3 separate regions of the Mus musculus genome follow, and all the other regions are linked to region 3. The links are chromatin contacts, called in public Hi-C maps. All regions are on one chromosome and are shown on one strand. The core of a region is the stretch at or near the end of the contact, and the rest is flanking DNA. Distances in the headings are between cores, read along the strand shown. Region 1 has its middle 37 kb from the start of Il1b. Region 2 overlaps Ttl (tubulin tyrosine ligase). Region 3 has its middle 34 kb from the start of Ckap2l.

The links. A called contact is a pair of places that touch in the nucleus more often than the background predicts.
Region 1: a contact with region 3 is called in a Hi-C map of bone marrow-derived macrophages, with 3 times the contacts expected there. The contact joins two enhancer-like sites. A contact is called at or near these places in 2 of 15 datasets of contacts at CTCF or cohesin (the G1E-ER4 cell line and pro-B cells), 45 of 484 Hi-C or Micro-C datasets (3T3-L1-derived adipocytes, the 63-12 cell line, B cells and 22 more), 4 of 115 datasets of contacts at active chromatin or transcription factors (the HPC-7 cell line, embryonic stem cells and neural progenitor cells) and 1 of 9 other capture datasets (embryonic stem cells).
Region 2: a Hi-C map of bone marrow-derived macrophages shows a contact between it and region 3, with 20 read pairs. The contact joins two enhancer-like sites. A contact is called at or near these places in 6 of 39 promoter capture datasets (the SN4741 cell line, frontonasal cranial neural crest, hippocampal neurons and 2 more), 5 of 15 datasets of contacts at CTCF or cohesin (CD8 T cells, the G1E-ER4 cell line, embryonic stem cells and 2 more), 85 of 484 Hi-C or Micro-C datasets (B cells, the C10 cell line, CD4 T cells and 46 more), 8 of 115 datasets of contacts at active chromatin or transcription factors (astrocytes, embryonic stem cells, fibro-adipogenic progenitors and 2 more) and 3 of 9 other capture datasets (adipose tissue, embryonic stem cells and liver).

The regions. Positions count from the first base shown.
Region 1 is chr2:129,407,199-129,410,035 of GRCm38.p6, forward strand. No RefSeq gene overlaps it. Among named protein-coding and RNA genes, the nearest start is that of Il1b, 37 kb to the left of the region's middle. Within about 2 kb of position 1,438, at least 29 of the 459 cell types and tissues checked have an H3K27ac peak or open chromatin away from gene starts, as enhancers often do. A contact at or near this core is called in the C2C12 cell line, the G1E-ER4 cell line and bone marrow-derived macrophages, where this site is marked.
Region 2 is chr2:129,082,462-129,085,304 of GRCm38.p6, forward strand. The region is part of intron 5 of Ttl (tubulin tyrosine ligase); the gene reads left to right. Among named protein-coding and RNA genes, the nearest start is that of Gm46764, 17 kb to the right of the region's middle. Within about 2 kb of position 1,285, at least 5 of the 459 cell types and tissues checked have an H3K27ac peak or open chromatin away from gene starts, as enhancers often do. A contact at or near this core is called in bone marrow-derived macrophages, where this site is marked.
Region 3 is chr2:129,261,719-129,264,670 of GRCm38.p6, forward strand. No RefSeq gene overlaps it. Among named protein-coding and RNA genes, the nearest start is that of Ckap2l, 34 kb to the right of the region's middle. Within about 2 kb of position 1,568, at least 60 of the 459 cell types and tissues checked have an H3K27ac peak or open chromatin away from gene starts, as enhancers often do. A contact at or near this core is called in the C2C12 cell line, the G1E-ER4 cell line and bone marrow-derived macrophages, where this site is marked.

The DNA.
Region 1 (2,837 bases), core at 188-2,687, 150 kb after region 3:
CTTTCTTGCTATGAGTGCCATCATTTCTATCTCTCTACAGCTTGTAGCTTTCCTGGCTCCCAGTGGAGCCACAGATGTCTAAATACCTCTGGGATTTTGTCTTGCTCCTGTCCCAGAACCCAGCCGGAAATAGGAGGGGCAGCAAGTACCAGGGCTCCTCTAGGATTCCTTCTTCTTCAAGTGTCTTCCCTCCTGCCTGACCATCCTGTTCCCAGTCCTGGGAAGGCTTATTTGGCTCTAACATAAAGGCACAGCTCTGAAAAGTGTAGGTTAAAGGCAGGAAATGTCACAACAAATAAACGGTTCTCTGAGAAAAATTACCCCGGAAGTAAAAATGACCCCACATTGAAGGACAGCCAGAGCTACTTGTTATAACGGGAGAAACAGATTCATTTTAGGACTGTTGCAATGGGGAAAGAGAACGCAGTGCAGAGCTGGGCTGGGTTCTGGATACAGCAGGGGCAGGAGAAAATCTACAGCAGGGAGCACGGTGGGTGGCAGAGGGTGGCACAGGATAGACAGGAAATATCAGGAGGCAGGAAGGTTCTTGGTATACTCACCTAACAGGATTTTTGCAGATGACTGGGCAGGACACTGCACGTCACCTGGGCGATGATGACTCAGAGTGAGGAACGTGGTTAGACGTCAGGGCGAGAAAGTAGCCTGACTGCGCGGAATTCCTGCTAAAGTTTGATTTTAATCGAGAAACAGAAGGCCTGGGTCAGGGATCAGGATGTCGACTAAAAATGGAACAGGGATCAGGACGCGGGCCACAAACTTAGTGAGGAGGAGAGAGAACCTTTGTGCCTTTCACTAGGACAGTGTCACTTCACTCCTTTTGGGTCCTCAAGTCAACTTTTATCTGGAGCAGTTTTAGGGAGCCGGAGATGGAGAGGGAAAAACAGAAAATGCCCAAAGAAAATAAGTGGGTACGAGTCCGCTCAGTGGGGAGCAGGCGAGGGCATGCATGTGGGAAGACTTGGTTAGATTCTCCAATTCCTTGCGCTGTCAGTACTGCTCAACTTTGCCCCAGACCTGGTCTATGGACTTCTGACCATCAGAGAGGAACACATTGGAGGCAAAAGAGGTCAATATCTTATATCAAAACAGGGGTTATGAGCTGCGTTTAGTGTTTCTTTGGTTGGATTGGTTTAAGAATGGTGAGCAAAACCAGGCTTCCTGAAGCTAATAAACCTTCGCTTGGCTGAAAAGTCCCTGCGTTCAGAATCCTGGGCTGGAAATCTAACGTTTTCAATGAAGGTTTTCCTCTGAAGCACGTTTTTGGTTATCATTAGATAGTCACGTTCTACGGATGTTAGCAAACAGATGCCATGTTTACTGGGCGGTCATTTGGAAAGTTCCCTTCCCAGGGATGCAGGCAGCAAGAGCTAGGAGGCCCCTGCTTCCACCGCAGATAAGCAGAGCCGCGACTCAACCCGTCTGCCACCTAGTGGCAGGACGCCCGCAGTTCGAGCGAGTTTACCAAGCTGAGTTCATCAGCCCAGGAACTTCGTAATGCAAAACTGAACTAAATAAAGATAGGGGGAAATAGATATTATAAGAAAAATGCGCTATTTGTGCTCCAGCTCCATGTCAACGCATTGCATCCACAAATAGCGTCCGTATGTGCTAGTCGGTATACTAAAAGTGAAACGTATATTTTTAAATGTGCCCTATCTGTGGCTATAAAAAGATGGCTGATATAAAACTTGGGATGATTCATATTTTACGGAGTAAGATGTAGGATTCTATAATGCTTAAAAAGTATGGTGGGACCAGAGAACTGAGCTGGGTGGGTAGCAAACTGGGTTGGTCTGAAGGAGCCTGCTGTGCAGAAGCCACAGAGGAGGCCGAGGAGGGGGCGAGAGCTCTCCCAGTCCTTGAGGAGCTGGCACTAGAAGGATCACAATTCTCTATTTACAAACAACTCTCTGTTTACGAACTATAGGATTAATTTTTTGTCGAAGTTTATATCCTTGTTTGGACACATTTTCTGTGCTAGAAAGGCTAACAGATAACAAAGAGCATCTTTCTTTTCAGTTCCCATGGGATGTGGATCCACCGTCCCCGCCCCGCCCCGCCCCCACTTCTAGAATTAAAAACCACGGACTTGAATGTCATCTTTCCCTGGCACGCTCATTAATCATTGAAGTTCCAGTTGCTTCCTGGCCTTCTTTTATCTAAGCAACTTTTTTTTTCTAAAATGCAAAGACCTTAGAATCTGCAGGGAAAGAACCAGCCCTGTTTTTATATCCCCGTCTTACCCCAAAGCTCTCTTGGACCCCAAAAGGACCATAACTTGATACCCCAGCTAAACCCTTTCTTTGACATGTATAAATACTGATGTATATACTTATGAGGGGTCCTATGGATGTCACACTTAGCTATAATATTTTCTTTTAAAATCAATGTTAAGCTAGACAAGCTGACTCATGCCGGTGAGTCTAGTCTGATGCTGATCCAGTCTCAAGGGTGCGAGTTTGAGTCCAACTTGTCTACACCATGAGTTCCAAGGAAACTGGACTTGAGGTGAAACCCTGTTTCAAAGAACCCAACCCAAACCAAATCAACAAAAAATACCCCCACTGTCTTATTGAGGTATAACTTACATGTAACAAAATATCCAATGGAGGGTACGTACAACCTCCTCATTTTCAATAAATGTCCAACTCCTTAAACCAACACTCCAATCAAGTCACCCTCTACCCTAACCCCATTGCAGACATGATTCACTTTTTTGTCACCACAGTTTAACTGGGCCTTTCTATAACGTCTTTAGATGGAATTGTGTGTTGTGTTGTCTTTGGTGTCGGGCTTCCCTTGTTCATTATAATTAT
Region 2 (2,843 bases), core at 35-2,534, 180 kb before region 3:
TTGGATAGATTAAATCTTTTTTAAAAGATCAACTTTGGCTCTTATCGACCATCTTCTCTGTTTCTCCTCATTTTTGTTATCTCCTCCTGTCCTTTGAGAAATTTAATTTGTCTTTCTTCCACTAGTTATTTAAGGTGAACGTTTGGATAATCGATTTGAGGCTAATACAAAATTATAAACTTATTTAAAAGTAAAGAAGAAAGACAGACAGACAGACAAACACAACAACAAACCATGCAATGTCTCAACTTTTCTTCTGCTTTCCACAGATTATATGGGGCTATATTTATATTTCTATCGTATCAAAATCTTTTTATTTTCCTTGATGCTTACATCCTGCCAGTGTGATTTAAAATATTTTGCTTATTGCCCACATGTTGGTAGATTTTTCTTTCTTTTTTTTTTTTTTTTTTTTTTCCGAGACAGGGTTTCTCTGTGTAGCCCTGGCTGTCCTTGAACTCACAAATGCACCTGCCTCTACTTCCCAAGTGCTGGGATTAAAGGCGTGTGCCAACATACCCGGCCAATAGATTTTTCTTAATTCCACTATGGCCATCGGGGCATTGTTTGGTTTCACTTTTTTTTTTTTTTTTAAACATTTTTTTTAAAGATTTATTTATTTATTATATGTAAGTACACTGTAGCTGTCTTCAGACACTCCAGAAGAGGGTCTCAGGTCTCATTACAGATGGTTGTGAGCCACCATGTGGTTGCTGGGATTTGAACTCTGGACCTTCGTAAGAACAGTCGGGTGCTCTTACCCACTGAGCCATCTCACCAGCCCCTTGGTTTCACTTTTATGTTGATATCCATTTATATTTTCAGGTGTGGATATGTGTGCTCACACGTGTATGTGTAGGTTCCTGTGCACGTGTGTGAGTTCACATGTGTGCTTGAATGGGTGGAGCCCAGCCTGCACCTTCTATACTGAGGTCTCCCACTTGAACCCAGAGCATACTGATTCAACTGCTCTAGCAGGGCAGCTAGCTCTAGGGACCCTGTGTGCGTATCTTATATTTAATAGTCATCGTGTATTTGTGTTTACCTGCTCCTGACTAAAAGTTCGCTTCTATTGTCTTTTTTCCTTTTGATTCGTTTCTTAGTATACCTAGGAGTAGCATTTTACCGCCAGTACTCTTTATTGTAGGTTACGAAATCTTGTAATTTTTAAAAATGAAGTATACTGCACTGACGTATGACTCAGTGAATTCTGAGTTCTGCTCATAGGCACCTAACCTTGAAACAAATAATGATCTAAGGTATTTAAGCAAACTTCCTCTTTTTTTTTTTTTGCATTGGCAGCACAATTCCAGTTTGGTCTGAGTCAAGGGAAACAAAGTCTAAGGAACCCTCTGAGACTGCTGAGGGTGACAGTGGGAAGCTGTGCCTACTGCCTGTGCCAGCCCAAAGTACTGACAGCCCCATTGAATTAAAAAAAAAAAAAAGATTTATTGGGCTGGAAAGGTGGCTCAGAGGTTAAGAGCACTGCTCTACCAGAGGTCCTGAGTTCAATTCCCAGCAACCACATGGGGTGACTCACAACCATCTGTAATGGGATCTGATATCCTCTTCTGGCCTGCAGTCAGATAATGCAAGCAGAACACTATATACATAATAAATAAATAAATCTTAAAAACAAACAAAACAAAAAAGAAGAGCAGTCAGTGCTCTCAACCCTGGGCCATCTCTCCAGCTCAGGCAAACTCCTTTTAACCCAGTATCTGGTGAGCTAAATCAGTAGGGGTTGAGGGCTTCAGCTAGCCTGGGCTATAGGATGAGACCATGCCCCCAAAATAAGTAAGTAAATTTATATAATGAGACCCTGCCCCCAAATAAGTAAAAATACATATGTAAATAAATAAATTTATATTTTAAGACCCTGTCCCCAAAATAAATAAATGAATAAATTTATATAATGAAACTCTGCCTCCAAAATAAGTAAATAGGAAGGAAGGAAGGAAGGAAGGAAGGAAGGAAGAAAGGAAAAAAGAAAGAAAGAAAGAAAATAAGAAAGAAAATAAATCCAGCATCCTCAGAGAGTCCTTTTAGCTCCCTTAAAATATGATTCCTTGACAAAGGTAGCCTTTCCTTCCCATGTTTATGTCTATAGAGTTATGGGTGCTCATTTTAAATGAAATTACTTATGGCTCCTGTTTTAAGTTCAGCTCTTGTTGACACCATATTGCTATATTTATCTGCAAAGCACTAGTTTCTTTCTTTATTACTATGTGTTATTCCATTATGTGACTATTACAAACTGTGTGCCTTCAGCAGTTGATAGACATCTGGGTTTTATGCCTTGTATTTTATTTTTGCTCAGCCGGGCGTGGTGGTGCATGCCTTTAATCCCAGCACTCGGGAGGCAGAGGCAGACGGATTTCTGAGTTCGAGGCCAGCCTGGTCTACAGAGTGAGTTTCAGGACAGCCAGAGCTATACAGAGAAACCCTGTCTCAAACAACAACAACAACAACAACAACAACAACAACAACAACAACCACCACCTATTTTTGCTCATCTTTCATTTTGTTTTCCTTCTTGTTTCTTACGTTTCAGACCTATACTTTAGTTATAGATTTAGTTATAGGTCTGGTAATTATAGGATGGTTAGAATTCCTACAAGAGAAAATAAAATATGCAGAAGGAATCCCCACTCTAGGAGCCTTTTATTGGGCACTTTTGCGCCCCCTGCTGGCTGTTACCTGAAGTGCAGGGGTGCTCTCCTGAATGATGCTCACAACCATCAGGTTCTCTTTTTCCCCAGCCAACCTCCTGCTGGCTCCCACTATAGTCAAAAAAAGGTGCACTGCCTGCAGCTTCAGTCAATGAAAGCCCTTACTCATCC
Region 3 (2,952 bases), core at 318-2,817:
AAATACATAGTTATGTAGAAATACATACACCTATAAATTGCTTGTATCTTTATTTAATTCCCCTGTTTGATTTTGATTAGGGAATTATATTGATTGTTAAAATTATGGAGATAATGACATTGTTTATGAATTCCAATTCAGGTTAGTCTTGGGATTTTGCTTTCAAAATTAGGGACATTCGGGTCTTCAGCGCCACCACGGGATCTGCTCACCAGCTGACTGTTGGCGTCCTGTAAGCACCCTTTACAGATAGATAGCTGTTGGTTGGTCCATCATCCCAACCCATCTGCTGTGCTCTGCAGGAGAGGGTAGGACTTTTTCAATGGTTACTAAAAAGGACTCCTGAGTGGGAGTCTTTAGATGCCAGTGGCCAAGGAGGAGGACCTTTTGACCTTAGAGCTGAGACCCCTGCTGTCACGAGGGACCTTATTTCTGCTCTGACACTTGTGGGGCTTGCTTGCTATAATGTCCTGTCAGGTCCTCTTCTGCTGGGGGTGAGCAGATGGAGTGTGTGTATACCGTGCCCGAGCGTCTCCTGCTTGGCCTTGGGTTGGTGTAGAGCAGGAAGGAACTGTAAAGTAGCCCTGCTCGGGGTACCCAGGGCAGACTTAATCTTGAATCTGTGCTTTGCCTGTCTTTTCACAACTGACTCGGTCCTAGACATGGGCTGGCTAGACATGGTCCATCTCCTGCTCCAGACAGTTTTTAGAAAACTGAAAATGTATGGAAAAAAAAAAGCATTGAAAACTTTTTGTTGCTCTCCCCCCCTTTTGAGATAAGGTTTCTCTATGGAGCCCTGCGTGTCTTGGTACTTGCTTTGTAGACCAGGCTGGCTTCGAACTCATGGAGTCTGGCCTGCTTCTGCCCCCTAGAGATTGGGATTAAAGGCATGTACCACTGTAGTCTCCCCTCCCCCAGCCTGAAACCTGCTTGCTCAGGGGTGGAGCTTCCTGCTCATTCGTTCTGCCACGCCCACTGCTGGAACCTGCGGAGCCACACATGTGCACCTTTCTACTGGACGAGAGATTATTTGGCGGGAATCGGGTCCCCTCCCCCTTCCTTCATAACTAGTGTCGCAACAATAAAATTTGAGCCTTGATCAGAGTAACTGTCTTGGCTACATTCTTTTCTCTCGCCACCTAGCCCCTCTTCTCTTCCAGGTTTCCAAAATGCCTTTCCAGGCTAGAACCCAGGTTGTGGTCTGCTGGCCGGACACAACATACCACCACATCTGGCCACATTGAAAATTCTCAATGAACTGATTTGGGGCTCGAGAATTCACTCAGGGGCCAGTATAGCTGTTACCTTAGAAGGCATCTTTGGTGGCCATTGAACCTTTTGAAAATGTGTGTAACAAGAAGAAATGGAAATCTTCTAACCAGCCCTCCCAGGGTTACATCGTGTCTACATATGATTTTATTTCTAAATATGTCTTTTAAAAATAGCATTTCTTTGAACTTTGTGTTTCAAAATTTCTAAAGCCTGCCAGGCTGGATCGTCTTGCTAGGCTGGGTTGGATTGTCTCACTAACTGTCCTGTCATCCTGAGTCACTGTGGCAGATGATTCAGACGTGGCAAAACACACCAAAACTCATCTCGTAACTGGATTATTTTGATAGGAGCCTCACACGCAGCCCTGGAGCCTCAGAGTTCTGAGTCCTGACTTTAATTCTCTCCCACTGTTCAGTGTTTGTCTTAGTGGAGATGACTGTCATTATGTGGTGGCTCAGACTGACCTTGCCTATTGGAGGTGACAAAGTGGACCTTTGAAGGGACAGCTCTAACAATGCAGCTCTCCAGGTTCGCTCTCAGGAAGTATGAGCGTTTAGAACGAGGATAGCAGTTCCCTTTTCCTACTTCCTGTGTATCCCAGAAACACCCAGGGTTGGCACTGTTAAGGCCTCTCCTCAGAGTGCTTCTGGGCCCCAGAGTCTACAGGGTTACACTTTTCAGGCACAGCTCAGGTACCACCAGCATTGTGTCTTTGGACACAAATTCATCCCTGAGAGGGTAGCGATATTTCTTCAGCTATATTGTTTATACCTTAAGAACCACGCTTTTCTGGAAAGGTCCTGGAAACCACTGCAAAGCCAATATTATAAAACCTCACAGAATTTCCTTCCTGGGCAGAGGACAAAGGTATAAACCATCAAAATACCTGAGGGGCTCAGGGAGAGAGGAGAAAGGGGAGAGGAGGGGAACAGGAAGAAGAGGAGGAAAAGAGAGGAGAGGTGGCCAAAGGGCCTTTATACACTCTGCCCAGGCTCTCCTAAGGCATCCCTCTGACTCTCCTGCTATTCCTGTTCCCACTTAAGGCTTCAAGGCATCCTGCCTCGCTGGCTAGACTTCTGTGTTCTCAGCTCCTGACCATAGATGGCTCTTGTGGGGCCTTAAACATGTACTTGCGACAAGTCACCACTAGCTCCTCAGATCCTTGGGGGTCAGGCTGTTCGGCCCACCATCCTCGTCTCTAGTGCCTGCAGCATCCCGAGATTTTTACTGAATGAGGAGTTGCTCCTCTGGGTTGCCTTGGAGAACTGCAGGGGAAGGGGTGGAGGAACAAAGGATATGGAGTAAGGGAGGGGAGGTAGGAACAGGCTATGAAGGTTTGACTTAGGAATCTGCCCTCAGGAGCTTGTCTGGGGCAGGACAGGTTGGGACAGGGACCTCAACTTGAGTCATCTGCTGCAGGCTTTAGTTTTAACCCTGACGTTCCTCATTTATCTGTACTTTGGGGATGCATGGCGTCACTCCCAGGGATATGTGGCAGACACTGAAGTCACCTCTCCCACACATACATACAGTTTAAGTTCATAGATCTGACAGACATTGCCAAGCTTTCTTTGAGGATGAGTAAGGGCATGTGACCTTCTCTTCTTCCTTCCCATGGCTAGAGCTTGTTGTGACCGACTTTGGCCACCTCCATCAGGCTCCCAGACAGGAGGCAGAGCC